Regions from separate parts of the Mus musculus genome. Here region 2 is linked to region 1. A link is a contact called in public capture Hi-C data. All regions are on one chromosome and are shown on one strand. The core of a region is the stretch at or near the end of the contact, and the rest is flanking DNA. Distances in the headings are between cores, read along the strand shown.

What was found. Capture Hi-C pulls out chosen DNA fragments and counts their contacts.
Region 2: a contact with region 1 is called in a capture Hi-C map of macrophages, with 4 times the contacts expected there. The contact joins the promoter of Serpina3n here to the promoter of Serpina5 in region 1. A contact is called at or near these places in 11 of 39 promoter capture datasets (3T3-L1-derived adipocytes, the C10 cell line, the HPC-7 cell line and 7 more), 3 of 15 datasets of contacts at CTCF or cohesin (the NIH/3T3 cell line, embryonic stem cells and large pre-B cells), 1 of 484 Hi-C or Micro-C datasets (liver), 4 of 115 datasets of contacts at active chromatin or transcription factors (cardiomyocytes, embryonic stem cells, forebrain and 1 more) and 3 of 9 other capture datasets (adipose tissue, liver and macrophages).

Annotation. Positions count from the first base shown.
Region 1 is chr12:104,098,302-104,105,383 of GRCm38.p6, forward strand. Serpina5 (serine (or cysteine) peptidase inhibitor, clade A, member 5) reads left to right here and starts at 2,812. Exons shown (of 5, transcript NM_172953.3): 1 at 2,812-2,958; 2 at 3,368-3,993; 3 at 4,843-5,113; 4 at 5,429-5,576; 5 at 6,867-7,082. The coding sequence starts at 3,381. The coding sequence ends at 7,052.
Region 2 is chr12:104,405,109-104,411,730 of GRCm38.p6, forward strand. Serpina3n (serine (or cysteine) peptidase inhibitor, clade A, member 3N) reads left to right here and starts at 1,600. Exons shown (of 5, transcript NM_009252.2): 1 at 1,600-1,687; 2 at 3,546-4,199; 3 at 6,019-6,292. The coding sequence starts at 3,563.

The DNA of each region.
Region 1 (7,082 bases), core at 1,562-4,061:
TTATACCACCCAAGGGGAAATTCCATTCTGAAGCCAGGGCACCGGATTTTCATTGTTTACTGGGAAATACATACCCACACAGTGGGGGTACCTTACAGGTGATTAGAGGCTGGAAAATTCAAGGGATGGGTGAATTGATGATATTTGAAAAACTGTACATCACTTTTCAGATGAGATGGGGACATTCTTATTGACCTGCTGGCGACAGACAAATAGAAATAAGGTGATGGCCAAATGTAGGCAAAGAGAGCAGTGCAGGGCTGCCACGCTCTCCGGTCGAGTTAGCTTGACAGGCTGAGGCTTGAAAGCTACTCACGAGGCAAAAGAGTTTCACGGAAACTCACTCCTGGAGTGCGTTAGTCCAGTGTATGGATCCACGTGCTCTCTTTTAGTATTACCCTATTATAAGTGCCTTTTAAGATTGAATTCTGGCATAGCTAAAGCCAGTGTTCCAAGATCCCAGAAGCCGCTGAGTTTAGAATCCTGTGAGAAAGCAGCAAGGAAGTTTAACCTATTCAGTAACTAATTAATCATTACAATAGCCGGAGCCAGTGGCTCAACTGGTCTGCAGAAAGAGCCTGGAAATCTCACTGAGATAGAAATATTTAGTACAGGCTACATTGCATACCAAAAGCAGGTTGGTATACTCTCCTGACAAACGGAGATTCTCCAGATAAGAATTTAGCAAGGCCTAGGAATTTAGGGGTCTGTGACATTGCATTATTCTTGAGGCCTGCCAAGAGCAGAACCCCCTGGTGCTATTAACACTAAAGTGTGAAATTCTTGCCTCTCATTAGGCTGATCCTAGGCAGGACTGCTTATCTTTATTGTAAACATTTACCTGGTTCCTGCAATTCCTTTTGAAGTCATTCCTTTGTGTTTTATCTGGTAAACTTCAATGTACCTTGCCTGATGTGACTTCCAACCCCTTGTATTCTCTGTACTATAAAAAGTCTGATGCTCGACCTGACAATGCATTCAGATTCTACACAACCTCTCCTGTGTGCATCTGTCTGTCAATTCATCCAAAGCTTTGCCCACTTGCGACTAGAGACCCGTTCCACGCAGACACAGGGACCCAGAGGGTCTTCGGCACAGGGCCTCCCATGAGAGGCACCCAGAAGGTCACTGATCTGATTTTTTTTTTAGCTATTATGTAATATTTTGGCAGCCAGATAATTTTAAATAAATCTTAATTTGACAACCTTTATTTTAAATTGCTAATCTCAAGCCTTAGAAAATTTAGTTTTATGTATATTATCTTTAAATCTTATCCCTTTTATACTTTAAATAATGTACTCAGAACTTTGTAACTTATAACCCTTTTAATTTTATATAGCTCATATCTCAATATATCCACCTCAATCTTTATGTAAATTATTATTTATTAAAATAATTTATTTCTGTATGTATAAATTTTCATCAAAATATTTTTTACCTCATAGCTTTTATATTTTAGTACCATAACTTATGCTATTTTTTATGCTATTTTTACTTTTTAAATAACATGTAAAATAACTTTATTTTTATAACGTTTTCTATTTTTTTTAATATCATGAGACCTTTTAATAGTCATGTAGATAAACCTCCTTTTTGTTTTTTAATGTAAAACTGGTTGGGAAAGAGTTTTCAGAGCAGTTATCTCTCAGGCAAAGGCGGGTCAATGATGGACTGTTGTGCCTAGGAGACTGGGCTCTTTGTAGTCTGAACCTGGGTTCTGAAATCTGTGCAGCCACTGTTGTGAGTTTTGACTGTGTCCTCAACATGCACACACACACACACACACACACACACACACACACACACACACACCACATAGGCCCTCACCCCACAACCCCTATACCTATCCTGTACTGGGGAGAAATCTAGCAAAACCAAGCAGGCTGTTTGTTAGGGTAAGGATGCTGAAGTTTAGCTCTCCATGATAGCTGGTTCCTGGTGGTTGTGGAGGTGGACAGACTCACTCATCTTTAAGGAGCTGGCCAGCAGGAGTTTGACCATGTTCTGGCGAGTATATGGACAACACAAACTGGACTTGTTTTTTCTATCTTTGGGGGCAGTGGTGCACAAGAGGTGGGGAGCGGGCCTGGGGGGCTGGGAAGTAAGGGTAATGGGATACATTGTCAAATTCCCAAATAACCAATAGCAATATTATGTTAAGAAGACAACTTTACTATCTTTTGTTTCACTCTTGAAGTTTCTACCCCTTTCTTCAGGTGGTCTCTCTGGGGATACTTTTTAATTTTTAAATTTCTCTATGTGTTATGGCCATATTTACTCTTTTTCTCATATTCAGGCGTCCCTGTTTAGTCACTACTTGACTTGGACCATACAGTCATTTTTTTTTTGTAACAATGCCGAGGGGGGAGGTGGGATCAGGAGGCCATAAGCTAGAGAAGATACAGTTAGGGATCAGGAAGTCCAGCTTTCACATGCTGGATCTTATACCAAGCAAGCTTCTTTTAAAAGTACAGTATCTTATATACCAAGTCCAGGTAAGAGATGAGACAGAGTCAGCAGAAACTGCCACACAATGGGACAAAGCCAGAGGGAAGCTAATCAAACAATGTTGCGCAAGGAAAACATGATATCTCAAGAACATTCCAGACTGAGCACACGGCAGCCTTGGAATTGATGACACCAGTCTCTTCAGGGGAAAAAGCTAAGTCCCAGGAATAGAAACCTTAACAAGTTCAAGGCTCCAGCCTCGGGCTCTGGCTGGCATTGCCAAGCACATTCTTAGACAAAGAAACAGAAGTACATTTATTCTGTCCTTTTATCGGGGACCCTACGAAAATCTTAGATCAACCCAGCTCCCAATGAAGCAGAGCTGGAGTGGGGTGGAGACAGAGTCTCTGCGGTCAGTGACATTTGCCGGCTGCAATTCCTCTGCTCTGCTCTCTGTCCTCTTGTAAGCCAGGTGGACTATACCTTGACACTCAGCCACCACGATACAGAGTGAGTACACCTGCTGGGGTAGGACCTGTGGCATTATGGATGTGTGTGGGTGTAACATAGCTGAAGCCAAGGAACCCTGCGAATGAGGCATAATGCAAAATCCTAAACTTACTTAAAATATTATGAGGAAAAAATGTTTTGTTTTTTGTTTTTGATTTTGATTTTGTTTTAACTCCATTGCATACCGGTCTGTAAGTCTACCTTGAGCAGTTAGTTGCCTGCTTCATCTGATCGTCCCAGAGCACTGAGTACCACTGCTTCTCTTTACAGCCTCATGGTCTAGTTTCCTTCTTACCCTCTTGGAGGGGACATGGGGACATCTTTGCAGATGTCAGCCTACTCATTGTGTCTCTCACTTTGACTCACAACTGTTCCCTCTCCAAGAACATTTTTCTCTTCTCCCCTCCAGAGCTGTCACCACAATGAGGTTCTTCCCCATTCTGTGCCTGGTGCTGTTCATCAGCCATGGGGTGGCTTCCCGCCGACACTCCCATTCCAAGAAGAAGAAGGCTAAAGAGTCCTCGGTGGGTGCTGTGGGACCTCCCAGTAGCAAAGACTTTGCTTTCAGACTCTACAGGGCCTTGGTTTCTGAATCCCCTGGTCAGAATGTCTTCTTCTCCCCCTTGAGCGTGTCTATGAGTTTGGGCATGCTCTCCCTGGGGGCTGGCTTGAAGACGAAGACCCAGATCCTAGATGGCCTAGGCCTCAGCCTCCAGCAAGGCCAAGAAGACAAGCTCCACAAGGGCTTCCAACAGCTGCTACAGAGATTCAGGCAGCCTAGTGATGGCCTGCAGCTGAGCCTGGGCAGTGCCCTTTTTAAAGACCCAGCAGTACATATCCGGGACGACTTCCTGAGTGCCATGAAGACACTGTACATGTCAGACACTTTCTCTACCAACTTTGGGAACCCTGAAATCGCCAAGAAGCAGATCAACAACTATGTAGCCAAGCAGACCAAGGGCAAGATTGTAGACTTTATCAAGGATCTTGACAGCACCCATGTCATGATAGTGGTAAATTACATCTTCTTCAAAGGTAAGCCTTGGGCTCCAACTTGAACTTTTTCCTCTTTTCTGTTTTTATTAAAAGATAGCATTCCCTCCCTGATAAAAGAACAAGCCACCCAAGTGCCAGCTGGGTAGAAGGAAAGCTGCCTCATGGGAGACAGAACCTGCTTATCAGCCTGTCAGTGATTCCACAGTCAGGAGCTGGTCTTTGTCATAGACATCATGACAAAACAACCCTGACTGTCAAACCCACTAGAAACAGGATATGGATCTGATCAGGGCTAAGAAGGCAGGAAACAGGAGGGGTCAGAGGCTACTGAAAGCAAATGTCTGTTGCCCTGCCAAGACACCATGGCCAGGACATATTATTGAAGAAAAAATAATCACGTTATTAGGATTGGCTTATAGTTTCAGAGTCTATGACCATCTCAGTAGGAAGCACGGTAGCAGGCAGACAGGTGTGCTGCTGGAGCAATAACTGAGAGCTTACATCTGATCCACAAACACTCAGCAGAGAGGCAGGAAACTGGTGAGAGTGTTTGAAACCTCCAAGCCTTCTCAATGTCGTACCAATAAGTGCCTCACCTCCTAATCCTTCCCACAACAACTCAACCAACCAGGGACCAAGCATCCAAACATATGAGCCTGTGGGGGCCATTCTCATTCAAACCAGGAGGAAAGGAGGACAGGCCCATAAAAGGTTCAGGCTACCCAGAACTTTGAGGGGATTTGGCCTCTGGGGCCAAGGGGTGTGGGTGCTGCTGTTGTTGAGGTTGCTCTGTAGAGACACTCTTTGGATTGTCTCCTTTCTACAGCCACAGCCAAGGGTCTCCCATTTTTACTCAGTTCTCTTTAATTCCTTCTCCTTCATCTTTAGCCAAGTGGCAGACGGCCTTCAGTGAGACAAACACCCACAAGATGGATTTCCATGTGACCCCCAAAAGGACCACACAGGTGCCCATGATGAACCGTGAAGATGGGTATTCCTACTACCTGGACCAAAACATCTCCTGCACGGTGGTGGGGATCCCTTATCAAGGCAATGCCATCGCTCTATTTATTCTCCCCAGCGAGGGCAAGATGAAGCAGGTGGAGGATGGCCTGGATGAGAGAACATTGAGGAACTGGCTTAAGATGTTCACCAAAAGGTACTCTCTAGGCCATCTGGGGGCCACATCCTTCTACCCATGTCAGGAAGACCTCACAGTACTACTGGAAAGGACTCCTCAGGCAGTGAGCTAGCTCCAAACTTAAATGTTACCCATCAAGTCTTCAGTCCAGGACATGACCCAGCTTGAGGGATAGCTGAGGTTCTAGGGTGACACCAGAGAGGGAAGCTCAAGTAAAGTACAAAGCAAGGGAGACTCCAAAGAGGAAGGTTCCAGAAAGTCAGTGACGCTGCAGCAGAGAGTGGCAGCAGCAAGCTCATGGTGTCTAAGAATGACCTTCTGTACTCTCTCCAGACGCTTAGATCTTTACCTCCCCAAGTTCTCCATTGAGGCTACCTACAAACTGGAAAATGTCCTCCCCAAGCTGGGCATCCAGGACGTCTTCACCACCCATGCTGACTTGTCTGGCATTACTGACCATACCAATATCAAGTTGTCTGAGGTGAGTCTAGAAGCTCCTGAGCACCTGATTTCAGAAATTCCCATCCCACCCCATCCTACCCCATCTCACTCTATCCTATCCCACCTCACTCTACACCCACCCAACCCAATCCCACTCCTACCCCATCTCTCCCATTCCATCTCATACGATTCCACCCCACCCCATCCCACCCACCCTACCACATCCCACTCCCACCCACTCCCACCCGATTCCTCCTCCCCCTTCCATCCCATTGCATCCTACCCCATCCCATTTCAGAGAGTATCCCATTATTTTTTTTACTGCAGGCATCTCATAGTCTTCATTCCTTACAATCCCACCTCACTCCATCCTGTTCTAATTATCCATCTTGTTCTAGCTCTGCCCATCACCTTTGATCCTGTTCCATCCCATCTCATCGCATTCCATTCTGTTTCACCCTAGGTCATTCCACTCTGTCCCATTAAGATTCTTTTCCTTCAGATATTCAAAGAAGTTTCTTTGTGGCTTGTTCTTCTTACAATACGAACCTATATTTGTCACCCAAACTTGAAGGATTCAGTGCCTGTCTGAATGCTGTCTTGTGAATCTGTGTGTGTATATGTGTGTGTGTGTCCCTGACAAAGATCTTTGACAAAGATCTATGTATTTATTCAACACACACAAACACACACACACACACACACACAAATATGAACATGAAATGGGATACTTCACAGAAATCTTTTTTTTTCTATGAGACAGGGTTTCTCTGTATAGCCCTGGCTGCCCTGAAACTCACTTTGTAGACAAGGCTGGCCTCGAACTCAGAAATACGCTTGCCTCTGCCTCCTGAGTGCTGGGATTAAAGGCATGCACCACCAGGCCAGGCTCACAGAAATTTTTAACAGTTTTACAAGGGATTAAGTAACTAATTTCAAAATGACTCAGACATTGAACAATACTACAAATATCATTGTTTGTCAGCTGATAACCACATGTGGATCGCATTTTAAAAGATTACTTTCAACATCTATATTTTCTGTTATCAGCAAATGGAACACATGCATTCTAGATCAGGGACATGGAAGAGTACATCATTTAAGGTTGCATGGGAAGCTCAAGGCAAGTAAGATTAATTATTCCATTGTTCTCTTAAAAGCAGATGGAACAAGCAGGTTGAGTACACAGTAGGACAGCAGTCCTAAGTGACCTCTGGGTGTAGGGTTTAGTTCTGGCTGTGAGGTTGAACAAAGCTCCATCCTTTTAGAATATAAGTAATGCTGTTATCATGGTGCATCACCATAACCCAGCCCTTCTGTCTGCCTGCAGATGGTGCACAAATCCATGATGGAGGTTGAAGAGTCAGGAACCACAGCAGCTGCCATCACAGGAGCCATCTTCACATTCAGATCTGCTCGGCCGAGCTCCCTGAAGATAGAATTCACCAGACCCTTTCTGCTGACCCTTATGGAGGATTCACATATACTTTTCGTTGGCAAGGTGACCCGGCCCTGAGGAGGGACTCCTTCTGAAACTCATGGGCTT
Region 2 (6,622 bases), core at 350-2,849, 310 kb after region 1:
TGATGCTGAGGTCCTGAGCATGGGATAGGAAGGATGTTGTGCCAGTGATGCTGAGGTCCTGAGCATGGGATAGGAATGATGCTGTGCTGATGATGCTGAGGTCCTGAGCATGGGATAGGAAGGATGTTGTGCCAGTGATGCTGAGGTCCTGAGCATGGGATAGGAATGATGCTGTGCTGATGATGCTGAGGTCCTGAGCATGGGATAGGAAGGATGTTGTGCCAGTGATGCTGAGGTCCTGAGCATGGGATAGGAAGGATGCTGTGCTGATGATGCTGAGGTCCTGAGCATGGGATAGGAAGGATGCTGTGCTGATGATGCTGAGGTCCTGAGCATGGAATAGGAAAGATGCTGTGCTGATGATGCTGAGGTCCTGAGCATGGAATAGGAAGGATGCTGTGCTGATGATGCTGAGGTCCTGAGCATGGGATAGGAAGGATGCTGTTCTGATGATGCTGAGGTCCTGAGCATTGCCAGTAAAAGACTTTGGGATGGGCAAGGCAAGGGTGATACAGGCTAAAAGAGTGCGCTTGAGAGCACCTTAATAAGCAGCTGCTGTATGAGAGGTTTTAAGCCTTGTACAAAGTGATACAGGGGTAAAGGTAGGGTCCTGAAGTAGGATCTTAATGGGGGTGCTGATGTGACCGCTCTAAAAGAGGAACAGTATCCTATGCTTTGGGGTCAATGAGGGAATGTGGAAGAGGATACATTAAAGCATTAGTAGGTGTCAGTAGACAAAGAGGCTCTTTAGAGTTTAGGAGAGGGAAAATACTAGAGGGAGCTGGATGAGCATAAAAAGTGTAAAAGAGGGGCTGGAGAGATGGCTCAGTGGTTAAACACACTCACTGCTCTTCCATGGGTCCTGAGTTCAATTCCCAGCAACCACATGGTGGCTCACAACCATCTGTAATGGGATCTGATGCCCTCTTCTGCTGTTTCTGAAAACAGCTGCAGTGTACTCATATAAATAAAATAAATCTTTTTATAAAGAAGGAGGAGGAAGAGGAGAAAGAGGAGGAGGAGGAGGAGAAGTGTGAAAGGAAAAGTGTGATTTGGCCATGATATTCCTACCCGACAGAAAGGTTGGGAAATGTGGCATAAAGAGGCAAAGACAAGTCTCTATTTAGGATATGGCCATTCCTGACAGGACAGATATAGATGTAGACAGCTTCTGTCAGCATCAAGCATGTGTTTATTAATATGTAAGTTTCCCTAGAGAAACTGGAAGGACAGACAGAGTTGCTCTGTTCTTTCCTAAATGATTTAGACAGTCCAAAACAAATGTTAGCTGCAGCCTTCCAGGAGACAAGGAGGGCTGTGCACTTTCCTTTTGCTTCTGACTTCTCCCCCTTTCCACATCGACTCTGAAGCATTTCATAAACAGAAGACTTGTCCAGTACAGCAGTGGGCTTGTGTAGAACAGAGGTGGGGCTTTTCCCATCAGGAAGGAGTTCTGATAGAGGCTACAAATCCATGTTACCAGAAATCATCCAGTCTGTTCATTTCCAGTCTGAGCACAGAGCACAGCTTGTCCATGCCAGCATTTCCTAAGAGGAGGGAGGAGCCCTTGATGGGAATAAATAGGCTTTAATGTGCACTGGGGACAACATGCCAGGCAAGCGGCAACCCTGAACATCGGGAGTCAGCTATCACAGAGGCTGGCAGCTGGCTGGTTTCAGCTCTGTAGGTAAAGCCCAGGATTCCTTGACTCCAGGGACAGAGAAGGAACCTTCCCAGGACTGTGCGGTACTGGCTACTGCCTGCAACCTGTGTTTGTGGGGGTGGGGCAAGGGCTTTGGCTGAGATACTGGCTTACAATCAGGGAACCTTTCTTGGGTTCATAAAATCTTCTCTCCGGTCAGTTTCTCTTCCCTGTGGAAGATACAGATGCTGTGGTCTCTGCTCGTGGAGAGTAAATGGAGCCTGCTTCTCTGACTCCAAGGGGGGGGGGAGGTTTAGAGACATGTCTAGCTTGCATGCTGCAGTCATAGCTAGGGTGAGACCGGACTGTTGCAGAGTCACTGTTGGGGAGGTGGCAGCTCTGCCTTGCTCACATCACAGAAGAGATGCCTGGGGGGTTGGGACTCCACTTCCCTCTTAGATACCAGATCCCCTAGGCAAGCAGAGGGGCTTCCCCCTCAACTAGGGAAGCAAAGATGGCTCAGTCACTGAGCCACGTCTCCTGCTGTATGAACCGAGCAGCCTCTTTTCTCTGGAAATATTTTTGGTGCAAAATATTGTTTAGTGCTTTTCCAAAGAAATGGTTGCATCGGACTGAAAATAAAATCAGCCAAGTTGCTTAAGTCCCTGGCTCATCTGCAGACACGTCACAGCCATTTATTTGCACAAGTGGCTAGCACCAACACTCCTCTGGGCCTTCCAATTCTCTCCTCTCCTCTCCATCTTCCCTCGGCTCCATCCTCCTTTCCCTGACCCCCCTCCTTCTACCTCCATGTTCCTCTTTCTTCTACTTTTCACTCCTTTCTTTCTCCAAACTCCTGCTTTCCCCCTTCTCTTCTTCCTCTATCCCTGTTCATTTACCATCCACCTTCACCTTTGGACACCTGTACAAATGGCCAGAGACTAAAGGTAAGATTGCAGGCGTTCAACTATAGTCCATTAGGATGCCTGTGGTCCCCACTCCAGGTGGATATAGAGGAGATGGACCCCTAGACATTCCAGACAACCACTTCCAATGCCCACAACAAGCCAGCCACTTACCAATAATGTAACCTGGACCCCTCACCAAGCTACACAGAAAGGTCCACCTATTTGCTTTTACCACACAGCCATCCTGACAGCCAACATGAGATCTGGTCCAGGTGTCAGAGACTGATACCGCTCATTCTTCTTCTCACCAGGAAGCCTTCCAAGCCTGAGGTACAAACAACCATGTGGTTCCCAGGCAGGGCAGATAGAACCTTCCCATACTGACCCCACTAATGGCCTGTTCTCAGAAGTTTCAAGGCTTTGGCTCTGCACCGGGTGTCTCCAGTGCTTCTTCTCAATTGACATCCACACTCCCAGAAACATGCTCTGGATTCAGGCCACGGTTTTGAGATTTGGTAGACTTGTCACCAAAAGGCAAAGATAGACCCTGTGCTCATTTCTGCTTCAAGGCTGCTGAGGTCTGCCTACCAGGAATGACAGGCGGGAACTTTGAGGAAGGGAACTATTGCAAAGGAAGAGGAATCCCTGCCTTCTAATGGGTCCGTTGCCATGAGAGAAAGAGAGAAGACCCTGGGGAGACAGGGCTTACACCCCTCCCCAGCTCCTATTTGGCCTGCTCTTTGAACCCTGGCATAGCCCTTTAACTCTCTTGAGTATTTGATTCTCTGTTAGGAAAACTGGCTTCTGCAGCAGCACTTCCTCCGTGATAGTAGGGAACACATGGTGTCATCCGAGTGGCCAGAGCACCTCCCATGTGCAACCACAGAGGCAGGAAGGGCAGTAGAGCAGGGCACAATGACAGGCAGGTGGGAGAACTAAGAGATGGTCAGAGCACCAGCTGGTCCTCCCAGACTCAAAGGATGTTTTCCTTTCAGACTGCAGAACACAGAAGATGGCCTTCATTGCAGCTCTGGGGCTCTTGATGGCTGGGATCTGCCCTGCTGTCCTCTGCTTCCCAGATGGCACGTTGGGAATGGATGCTGCAGTCCAAGAAGACCATGACAATGGGACACAACTGGACAGTCTCACATTGGCCTCCATCAACACTGACTTTGCCTTCAGCCTCTACAAGGAGCTGGTTTTGAAGAATCCAGATAAAAATATTGTCTTCTCCCCACTTAGCATCTCAGCGGCCTTGGCCGTCATGTCCCTGGGAGCAAAGGGCAACACCCTGGAAGAGATTCTAGAAGGTCTCAAGTTCAATCTTACAGAGACCTCTGAGGCAGACATCCACCAGGGCTTTGGGCACCTCCTACAGAGGCTCAACCAGCCAAAGGACCAGGTACAGATCAGCACGGGTAGTGCCCTGTTTATTGAAAAGCGCCAGCAGATCCTGACAGAATTCCAGGAGAAGGCAAGGGCTCTGTACCAGGCTGAGGCCTTCACAGCAGACTTCCAGCAGCCTCGTCAGGCCAAAAAGCTCATCAATGACTATGTGAGGAAACAGACCCAGGGGATGATCAAGGAACTGGTCTCAGACCTGGATAAAAGGACATTGATGGTGCTGGTGAATTATATCTACTTTAAAGGTGAGCGTGGTCACTGCCTGGGGAGTGGAGGGAAGGAGTCTTGGCTGGGTACCTGTATCAATAGGATGACAACTCAATAGGAGGTGCTCTAAGTCTTGTAGGCATAGGTGCCTAGCTTCTTATTACCCAAAGGCCTTACTTTTCTTCTAGTATTTTTTTTTTTGAAATGGTATGGTTCATGGCATGTAGTCAACATAAACCCTAATCTGTCCATCTAAGAGGGCTGACCTGGGCTGTGACTTAGCCTTAGTTACCAACAGAACACCATAGCCCACACATCCAGTTCTACCTGCATGTTCAGAAGCCATGGCTACTCCCTACAGAGATGGATTCCCTCAGGCATTTCAAACATGTTCCTGTAGGAAATATCCATCCCTGTAGGAGAGCCTCTGTCTCTAGGGTCCAGGTGAGATGGGGAATTGTTGCCCTAAGGAGGCTGACTGTCCTAATCTTAAGAGAGAAAGTAGCATAGCCCACAGCTAGTGAAGAGCCCTGCTGGCAATTACTATACAGGACTTCTCCCATGAGCCCCTTCTGTAACAAGCTAGTCCTTAACACAAGAAGCAGGGACTCGGTAAAAAACATTAGAGATGGGGAAGTGTCATCCAGGTAGTATTCTGTGTTTAGTGAATGTCTTCTTCATGGAAATTGCTTTTGTAAAATAACTAGCCACTTAGCATGAAAGGTCAGAATTCCCAAGACACATTCCTGAGCCAGAGATTCCAATGAGACTTGTGTGCAAGATAGATGGAGACTCAGCTATACGCAATGTTATAGGTAACGGTACTGGGGGAAAGCCCAGAGATCCCACACCCACAACATCCTGCCTGATAGAGACAAGGAGCAAAGTGACAGACCTGAAGTTGGTGACTGGCAGAAGTCATGATGTAACCAGACCTGCGGTGGATCTGGAGGTGATTAAAGTTAGTCCAGGGCAGAGGGAGGGCAGGTCTGGGGCTATAGACAGAAAATCAAGGTGGCAATGGACAGAAATATAGGATAGGAGGACAACTGGACAGGAGGACAGGAAGGACAGGAGGACAGAGGATAGGAGGGCAGGATGGCCCCACAGCTGCTGTTGGCAGGGGACGGACGGTAGAAGCAGAGTGACAGCCTGAAGGGTTAGACTGCAGAACATGGCTCTCTCAACTCTCCCCAGGACACAGGCTCAAGTGCTGCTTGCTGCGAGGTGGGATGTATGTCTAGGCTACGAGGTGCTGAGAGCAAAGAATGGTTTCACTATCAAATCCCTCATGTGCTTTGGTAATTGGGGCATATGGTATGAATCTGGAATAAGCCTGAGCTGAACCTGTGATCTTTGGTGGTGTCCACAGCCCATGTGTGTGACGAGGATTCATTACCCACGTCTTTGCCCACAAGCTGGGGGATTACGAACTGATCCGATATGCGAGGACTTAGTCTGTGCTGTTCTGTTACCTCTGAAACCTGTCCCACAAGCCATGCCTTCTAGACATGGTTGCCCTGAGGAAGACAGAACCCTCAACTCTCCCATCTCCAGTCTCACCACTTTCACTCTTGTCTCTCTTACACTCTCCACCCCAGATCCCTGACTGTGTCAGGAGCTCAAGTAGCCAGGCTGGGGTTTTGAGGTTCCCCTTCCAAACCAAGCCTGGAGACAATGCTCATAGCTAGCAGCTACCTGAGTTTTTCCAGTTCAGCATATGTCACACTAAGGGACACTCTGAGTGACTGAAGATGGATGGATTGCTGTCACAACTCAGAAGCGGTGTTAACTGAGGAGAAGGTGGAGTCTCTGCGGCTGTTGAATCTGATGATTTGTTCCTTGCTCCTTCTTTAGCCAAATGGAAGGTGCCCTTTGACCCTCTTGACACGTTCAAGTCTGAGTTCTACGCGGGCAAGAGGAGGCCCGTGATAGTGCCCATGATGAGCATGGAGGACCTGACCACACCCTACTTCCGAGATGAGGAGCTTTTCTGCACTGTGGTGGAGCTGAAGTACACAGGAAATGCCAGTGCCATGTTCATCCTCCCTGACCAGGGCAAGATGCAGCAGGTGGAAGCCAGCTTGCAACCAGAGACCCTGAGGAAGTGGAAGAATTCTCTGAAACCCAGGTGACTGTCCTCAGAACCCAGAACTGGCCTGGTTCCCTGTTCTGTCCTCAGCCTAAGGCCCAGTGTCCCTGTACCTCGGAGTCCCACTAGTACCCACTGTAACAGTGGACCGTCCCCAGGGGACAGATGGAGTTTAGTTGAATTCCCCTCTGCTGATTATGTATTTTGGGCCCTGATTTTCTGTCAATGTTCACAAGATGGGCTCAGCTAGAACAAGGAGCTGAGGTTTCCTCCCTCTAACAGGCTGTAAGTTACACAGAATCTAGAATGAGTTGGAAGGCAGAGGGATTGTGATTGACAGGAGATGAGCTCTGAGAATCAGCTCTGTCC